2 separate regions of the Mus musculus genome follow, and region 1 is linked to region 2. Evidence: chromatin contacts called from public promoter capture Hi-C data. All regions are on one chromosome and are shown on one strand. Each heading gives the region's core, a stretch centred on a gene start, on an enhancer-like site or on the middle of the called end of the contact. The rest is flanking DNA. Distances are from core to core; before and after follow the strand shown. Region 1 holds the start of Dppa1 (developmental pluripotency associated 1). Region 2 holds the start of Itk (IL2 inducible T cell kinase).

Region 1 (3,965 bases), core at 12-2,511, 240 kb after region 2:
CATGATTTGAAGATTATTGAAACAAGGTATTGATTTCTCCATCCCTCTGCCTCAACTCTTGGATGATTTTTTTTCTTTTGACAGAAAGGAAGAGGATTTTTGCTGAGGAATGGAAGTAAAGGGTGTCAGCTTAGACATGAGTGGGGTTCAGGGGTGTCTGCAGAAGCTGTGGGTGGATGGCTTCCTCAATGAAGGAAGATGCTAATCAAGGACCAGAAAGATGGCTCAGTGGGTGTACTGGCTAGTTTTGTGTCAACTTGACACAGCTGGAGTTATCACAGAGAAAGGAGCTTCAGTTGAGGACATGCCTCCATGAGATACAACTGTAAGGCATTTTCTCAATTAGTGATCAAGGGGGAAAGGCCCCTTGTGGGTGGGACCATTTCTGGGCTGGCAGTCTTGGTTCTATAAGAGAGCAGGCTGAGCAAGCCAGGGGAAGCAAGCCAGTAAAGAACATCCCTCCATAGCCTCTGTATCAGCTCCTGCTCCCTGACCTACTTGAGTTCCAGTCCTGACTTCCTTGGTGATAAACAGCAGTATGGAAGTGTAAGCCAAAAAATCCCTTTCCTCCCCAACTTGCTTCTTGGTTGTGATGTTTGTGCAGGAATAGAAACCCTGACTAAGACAGTGGGTGAAGTCACTTCATCCTGAGCTTCATACGTTTAGTCAGATCCACAAAAAAAAAAAAAAAAAAAAAAAAATCAGTCCGGCGAGGTGGCGCACGACTTTAATCATAGCACTTGGGAGACAGAGGCAGGTGGATTTCCGAGTTCGAGGCCAGCCTGCTCTACAAAGTGAGTTCCAGGACAGCCAGGGCTGCACAGAGAAAGCCTGTCTCGAAAAACAAAACAAAACAACAACAAAAAAAATTTTCCTTGATAGTTAATCAGCTAAACGACTTCCTAGTCATAGAAAAAAAAAAAAATCCCAGTTCTAAAAGCTGTCCATGTACTTGCACTGGCAAAATATCATCACATAGTCGTCTATGAAAACCCATTATTCTATTCAAACATAGATTCACTTTGCAAGAATCCACAGAACCCTACTGGATGGTTAAGTTACTCTAATGTTTCAGGGCTCAAGCACCACTGTTTAATGTCCCACGTTCAACCCCACATCACTTCTCACGTAATTCCACATGGTACAGACACTCCAAGGAACACTATCCTGACTCTTTCTCTTCAGCATAAGGCAGTAGACATCCCCACTTACCTGTACTTAGGGGAAAGTGACTTCTTGCTAGTCTCTCCTTCTGGTCATCTGCTGCCCATGAACTCTTCAGAGCTATTTATGGATGAAGACAAGTCTCTCTTGTAATTTCATCCTTATCTCCTGGCCACACTCTCACCTGTTCTTTGTAAAAACTGAGTCTCCAGTTCTCCAACCCACCCACTAGATAGCATCTGCTCACTGGAATAAACATTACAGGAGCGCCTGTGAGAGCATCACTAGTGTGCCCTGGGCTGTTTTCCATCTGCACCAAAGATCCTTACTTTAGATGTGACTGTAAGCCTGGGGGACTTCAACACCTGGACCAGCCCTCTAGATTTATAGGAAAATAAACTGCATTCCAGAAAGCAGAATGAACTGGAGAGACCAGGAATTCCTGGAATAAGGGCAGAAGGGACATCTGTCTCTTGTTATACTTCCTGGAAGGCATTAACTAACATCGTTCTAACCAATGTTTACTAGGAGCCCATAAGAATGGGGGAGTTGAAAAAAATAAATCTAGCTCATAGACTCTGTTTCCAAAGTTTAGGGAGTGCAAGCTATGGTGGTGCACTCCTTTAGTGCCAGTAATGGGGAGGCAAGAGAAGGTGGATCTGCATTGTATGGCGGCATGGCTATGCAGAGAGTTCTAGGCTGGCCAAAGCTGCTTGGTGAGAGGAGATCTTTCAAGGGCTGAAGCCAAGCTTCTCCATACCTGGGTTCAGCATTCAGTTGTTAATAAATTGTCCAAGGAGGCTCCCGAAGTGTGGGAGTTGTATAAAATAGGAAACTGGATATGACTACTTTCCCATCTTTCAACTAGAGGGTAAAATGTTGTTCAAGAAAGCATTTCCAGAACAGTTGTGAAATTTGACAGTGTCTTTACTCCTACAAACCAAATAAGTAAATCAACCAACCAACCAACCAACCAACCAACCACATATAGTCTTCTTAAAGATGCTGAGGACAATGTCATAAACCTGTTTCAGGTAAAACGCCTGGATGATCACCTTCTGAGTGACTGGAAGCTGCCCTCACACCCATTTGCCAGGAGAGACATGATGGCTTGGGGAGATTTAATAATAGTAGGCTTTACTGAATGGACTTAGGATAATCATTTTACTTTTCATTTTGGTGCTATGTGCTGTGATTTTTGTTTTGTTAGGAGAGGGTGTCTCATGATGTAATGCAGGTTGGTCTATCATTCCTTTGTATCAAAGACGATCATGAACTTCTGATCTCTCTTCCTGCACTCCTATTGGGATCACAGGTGTGTTCTGTTTCCTGGGTTTCTGCATAAGGATCTAAGGCTTCATGTATACCAGGCAAGTGCTCTAAAACAGCTACAGACACAGCTGGGATTATAAATTTGTACACACACACACACACACACACACACACACACACACACTGTACTTGTTTTCACTATTTCAGCCACACGGGCTTCCTGTCTGCTTCTAAGATTTCCCATATTCTCCTGGTCCAGATACTTATCCCATGGCTGGTTCCTTTCTTAGAACACTTCTCTCTCATGAATTGAAAAGCTCCCTCAGATCTTCCAGTCTCAAGGTGCAATTTTAGCCTCGGTCTATATCAACATCCCTAGTCTACTTCCTGTCTTGGATAGCTTATTTCAAAATAACCCTTATCTTACAAGTAATCACTCAGGAGGCTACACAAACTCTTAAGACCTCTTTTTAGTAGCTTTATATCTAGCCTGTATATTGTTGGGGTTGGGGGAGGTTGTTATAGAAATGGCCCCTGTCTCTCATTCTCAGTTATCAGTCTGCAGGTCATCTATCCCACTGCAAGATGTTTCCCTGCACATAGCAGCACAGGCAGCAAAGATTGTGGACTTCATGGTTTCCAGAGGTAATGAACATCAATGTGGAGTGGCATGGATCTTGGAGGTCTTTCTAGGAGACTTAACCCAGAAATCAACCATTCTTCATCTCAGATGTCCTGTTGCTCAGAGTCAGGGTGATCCTGTGGTTAGGCAGTGTTTCCAGGGGGTAGGCTGCTATATACCATCTTGTTCTTAATGGCCACTGTTGTGCTGATATTCCAGGCTAAAACATGTGTTTGCGGCACATAGGCAGCTCCTGGACAGGTTTCCTCGCCCCAGCAGGGTGAGCAACATGAGAAGTGGTGGTGGTGGTGGTGGTGGTGGTGGTGGTGGTGGTGGTGGTAGTGGCTGTGGCAGAAGGGGCTGCACGCTGCTGTCAGGGTCAGTGGTAGAGCAGTGGCCACAGATATTGCTAGGGGAAAGATGGCACAGTGGTGGCCTGAGCCTCCTGACACCCCAGAAGCCCACTCTACTCTGCAGGGACATGCTCCTCTGTTCCCAGGCTATACTTACAGACCTGTCACCACCACTGAATCTCTAATTCTGCTTCTCTTTGCTAGGAATGCCATTTCATTCAGCAATGTTCTTCCCTACTTCCCCAAAATCCTATCTCCTCAGAGTGAATTTTCCGTATTAAAAGTGTCTATGTTAGAGAGACACTCAGTATGGTTATTACGTATAACCCCAGAATTCCAAATTCCCAGGCTTTACAACAATGAGCAATGATATCGCCAGAACTGGCTCCACCTACTGGCTCAGGCACAGAGGTACAACCTCCAGTCTTAACTGATAGTTGTTGAGGTCTGTCCTGACTCTGAGGGCAAGGCTAGACTCTCTCCCTCTGTGTGCTCAGTCTGAACCCAGCCTCCTGCTGTCTGTTCCACCTAGTGCCTGGTCTGCATCCTTCCCA
Region 2 (4,121 bases), core at 1,244-3,743:
CTAAAGATGCAGAAATACTACAACCATATGGTGAGAAATCAAACAAGCTTCGAAAAGTGTTTGTGGAGAATTAAACAAGCGTCACTGTGTCAAAAACAAAAGATTTTGAAAGAAAGAGTGGAACTTGGGGTTGCTGTCTAGTCCTTGTATTTACAAAGGAGACGAGTCTGATGGAGGACATTTGCCCAGGCTGACTCACTCAGTGGGAAGTGCAGCGACGACTTGACCCGCACCCTGTCAGGAGACATCTAGGATAGGTTAAGGTTAGCAGGGGGCCTTCCTAGAGGTGGTACGTTGGATTTTTGGCATGGTGCGCAATGGGTGAGCTTTATGGTAAGGCCAAAGAGATGTCATCTTAGGATTGCTTCTTACAACTGATATGCCTTTCCTGTCATTATGCAACTAACAGTCCCTGGGCATTAGCCCACCCTATTGATCAGATTTCCTTCAGATCAGCATAAAGATGAATGTTCATGAATTAATGCTGTTTAGATGAATTAATAATGATTCTATAGAATTCCCGATTTGATTCAAATAATTTTAGGAAGTTTTAAGAGATGGTCTTAGTTGCTTTGCTAGAAAGTTGTAATAAGGTTACAGTCAAGAATAGAATGTGCCCACTCCTCAGAATAGTAAGAAAAGGCTGCATAATAAGAAATACAATGAGCTTTTAATAATTATACTAAAAAGAGAAATAGACTTGGGACAAATTTGTGTTCAAGGAAAAACATTTAGGCCCAAGGATACAACCACAGATATGAACTATGATAAGCCAGGGCCATGTAAAAGCTTTGAACTTGTAACAAGCATATAGAATGAAACACTCCTTTGAGCTAAAATATCAACATCTTTTTGTAACTTCAAATTTGTGTAACATTTTATCTCTGAGGTAATTTTCTAAAGAAATTTTTGTCTGAGAAGGTATAAAAAAGCCAGAGGAAAGAAATTAAGTTGTTAGTTGGATAGTTTGGCTTGGGGGGGGGGGGGCTCTGCCCATCCATCCATCTATCTATCCAGATGTATATGTCTGTTTGTCTATATGTATGTTCGTAGGAGTATGTGTGTATGTAAGCATGCATGAATGCTTGTGGAGTGTATGAGACAGGTGATTGGGCCCAACAAAAATGTGAATGTGTTAACGTGCAAATAAGAATGTGAATGAAAGTGTAAATATATGTGTGAATGTATATGTGTCTGCGCATATTTGCCTGTATAAAGCATCTTAATTCTTTCGCTTCCCTTCCTCTCTGGTTCACAGAGTTAACCAGCCTAGTCAGAGGGGCTTCTGGCTGCCTGGACTGAGAAGGGTGTGACATCAATATACCATTACCTAAATCACCCTGCCGTTAGCAGCAAGTGTCAGCAGATCCAGTAGCTTCTGGCCTCGGAGTAACTTGCAGTCAAGATAGACCTAGGTTATTTTAGAAAGCAACCCTACTCTCAAAAGACCAAGTCTTGCCCCAGCCAATGCTCTTGGCCCTTGGCTGCCTCAGAGAGGACTTAGCCATGGGCTAAGCTCCCAGCACCACCCAGTGCTCCTGTCACACTGTAGTATTAACACACACTCGCTTGCTTTTGTTGTTATTGCTGTGCACGAAGATGTCATTAGACGCCTCCAGCTGAGCCGACACACTCTAGCGGGATCCCTGGTCTGCAGGCAGAAACTCTGTGTTCCACACCCCCAGTCTCCTGAGATGTTTTACCACAAAGAGGGTTGTTCCTTCCAACTTTAGAATGTCACTTTAATGGAAGTAGGACCCCATGGCCTCAGGGCAGTGATGACCATTGAGATAAGCAGAGTTCAAGTCGTGAAAATCTTACATAGGACCTCCCTTCACAGTCTAAGAACCACTTCTTTTGTAAAACAGGGAAGTTGAGCTAGGTTTCCCCTTACGTCTTAATAAGCCATAGTTAATATTTTACTGTCCTACAGACTGTAGATGCCACATATACTTCATGTTTACATAAACTTCAAGTCCTATCCACAACATTCACCACATAAGAAATGTATGAACGTTAAACCTACAGATTTTAGAATTGAAATAGCCAAATCTAACTGACACTGGAGTCTCAGAACTCTCCACATTTCTTCCGATCTCTAACTCTACTTGGTGGCTTCCAAAACACACTGTACCTGCATCCCAGGTGTTCAAGTTTATCTCAGGAATCAGCTCAGTCCAAACACAGAACAAAGTAAATAAACAAAATAAATAAACAAAATAAACAAAGCACAACGTAAGCCTTCTCATACCCCGTGGCGGTCCTCAAAGTAGGCCAGGCTGGCTTTCGTTAAGACAAAGAAACGAACTTTAAAATTCGAGGGAGAAGTCCTTCTCTTCTGTTGGGACTTCTTGATCAGCTGTTCTTCCAGGAGGATGAAGTTGTTCATGGTCCAGTTCTGAAAAGTGATGCGCCTTGGGCATCACCCCGCAGTGCGACTGAAGGAGAGGAGCAGCGGAGACTGAGACAGGATGCAGTTGATCTTTAGAGAGTCGTTCAAAGGCAACTTGCCTCTAACCTTATCTTTTCTATCAGCATCAGCCAGCCTCACCGCTGAGCTCCCTCCTCTGATGTCAAAGGCCATGACCACATCCTTTCAAAATTCACCAAGCTGGGAGGCACATGCGTACCCTTAGCTATATGGTTTGAAAAAGAAGTTTGAAGAAACCTAGAATTATAAGAGGAGTTCACTTATAATTCTTCTAGCTCCTGGTTTAGCCTTGACAACAGTTAAGTCATGTAAACAAGGGACTAAGAACAGGGATCCAGGGGTCAATGGAGCTCAGCTTGTATGTAAGTTTCCCATTGCTATTATCATGGACTGCCTGCCACAGGCTTAGTGGCTCAAAGCGCCATAGAGCCACAAGGCTCAAAGCGCCTTACAATTCTCTAGTTTAGAAGTCTGAAATGTGTCTGGTTGAGTGACAGTCATGGTGACTGTGGGACTGTGCGCCTTTCTTGCAGATCTCTAGGGGACACTGCCTCTGCGACCATCCTCCCTACTGAGGGACACTCTGGTGGCCTCTGTCTTGACTCTTTTACTCCATCTTCAAACCCCCAAACTGCAGGTCGAGCCCTGCTTGCTCTGTATTGCCAAAATCTCTTCCTCCTACCTCTGCTCCATTTAAGGATCCTGAGAACCACACTGGGCCCTTCTCACAGTGGTCGTCTAGGGCAGGCTCCCTATTTTAAGGTCAGCAGATGGGCGCTATAACTCCATTTGGAATGTAAATTCCCCTTTATCACCCAACAACACACAGTCACAGGTTATAGGGATTAGGGCATGCAGAGATCTGCACAGGGCTGTTTATTCTACCTATCGGTTTGAATTCCATCTCTACTACCTACCACTGTCCAGTGGCTTGGAATATCAGTTCCTTCATCTATGAAAGGAAGCAACAGGGGTCTTGTATGAGGCACTGCAGGGGCCCCTTTGGACACCGTTGGTGTGCCTGGCTTCCTTCTGTGTATGCTACTTCAAAAATGCAGTGTCCTGTGTCTGAACACTCTCTCTTGTCTCTTTCTTTTCCAGTGAGCGCCTATGAGATACTGCCAGCCTCGCCGACCTGCAACGTTCTCTGGGAAGCCTTTCAGACTTTCCCACATGGAATCCTCTCTCCTATTTTCCTCTGCCATAAGGACTCTAATGAGGAGGCAGGACACACAGACAGACAGCAAGCTACCTCCTTGTAAGGGCTCTTTGGGAACTAAAGCTTATCTGCCCTGTGGACAATTCACAGGGTCTGACCTTTGAGTCAGGATAATGTTATGGTGTAGAACTTATGTGACCAGGAAGTTAATAGCCAAGAAGTCCCGGGGCAGGCAGAGGCAGCTCATCAGAGAAGAACAGAGGACGAGACAAAGGGAGGGAGGCAGTACAACTTTCCTGTGTAGTTTTAGATGTAATTGCTAATTGCAGCCTCCTTTCACATCATACATTGGATGCTGCTGAATAATGAAGGCAAAAAGAGGCGGGGAGGGAAGAGGAAGAGAGGAAAGGGAAGGGGAGGGGAGGGGAGAGAAGGGATAAGCTGAGATTTTAAGACAGAAAAATATGTACAAAAGAGGTAGACTTTTTTTTTTTTTTTTTTTTTTTTTTTTTTTTGGTTTTTCGAGACAAG

The links. Promoter capture Hi-C pulls out the DNA fragments that hold promoters and counts their contacts.
Region 1: a promoter capture Hi-C map of trophoblast stem cells shows a contact between it and region 2, with 2.9 times the contacts expected there. The contact joins the promoter of Dppa1 here to the promoter of Itk in region 2. A contact is called at or near these places in 15 of 39 promoter capture datasets (the 3T3-L1 cell line, 3T3-L1-derived adipocytes, the HPC-7 cell line and 9 more) and 3 of 9 other capture datasets (adipose tissue, liver and macrophages).

The regions. Positions count from the first base shown.
Region 1 is chr11:46,628,013-46,631,977 of GRCm38.p6, forward strand. It overlaps Dppa1 (developmental pluripotency associated 1), which reads right to left and starts at 1,262. Exons shown (of 6, transcript NM_001163358.1): 1 at 1,213-1,262.
Region 2 is chr11:46,387,022-46,391,142 of GRCm38.p6, forward strand. It overlaps Itk (IL2 inducible T cell kinase), which reads right to left and starts at 2,494. Exons shown (of 17, transcript NM_010583.3): 1 at 2,252-2,494. The coding sequence starts at 2,389.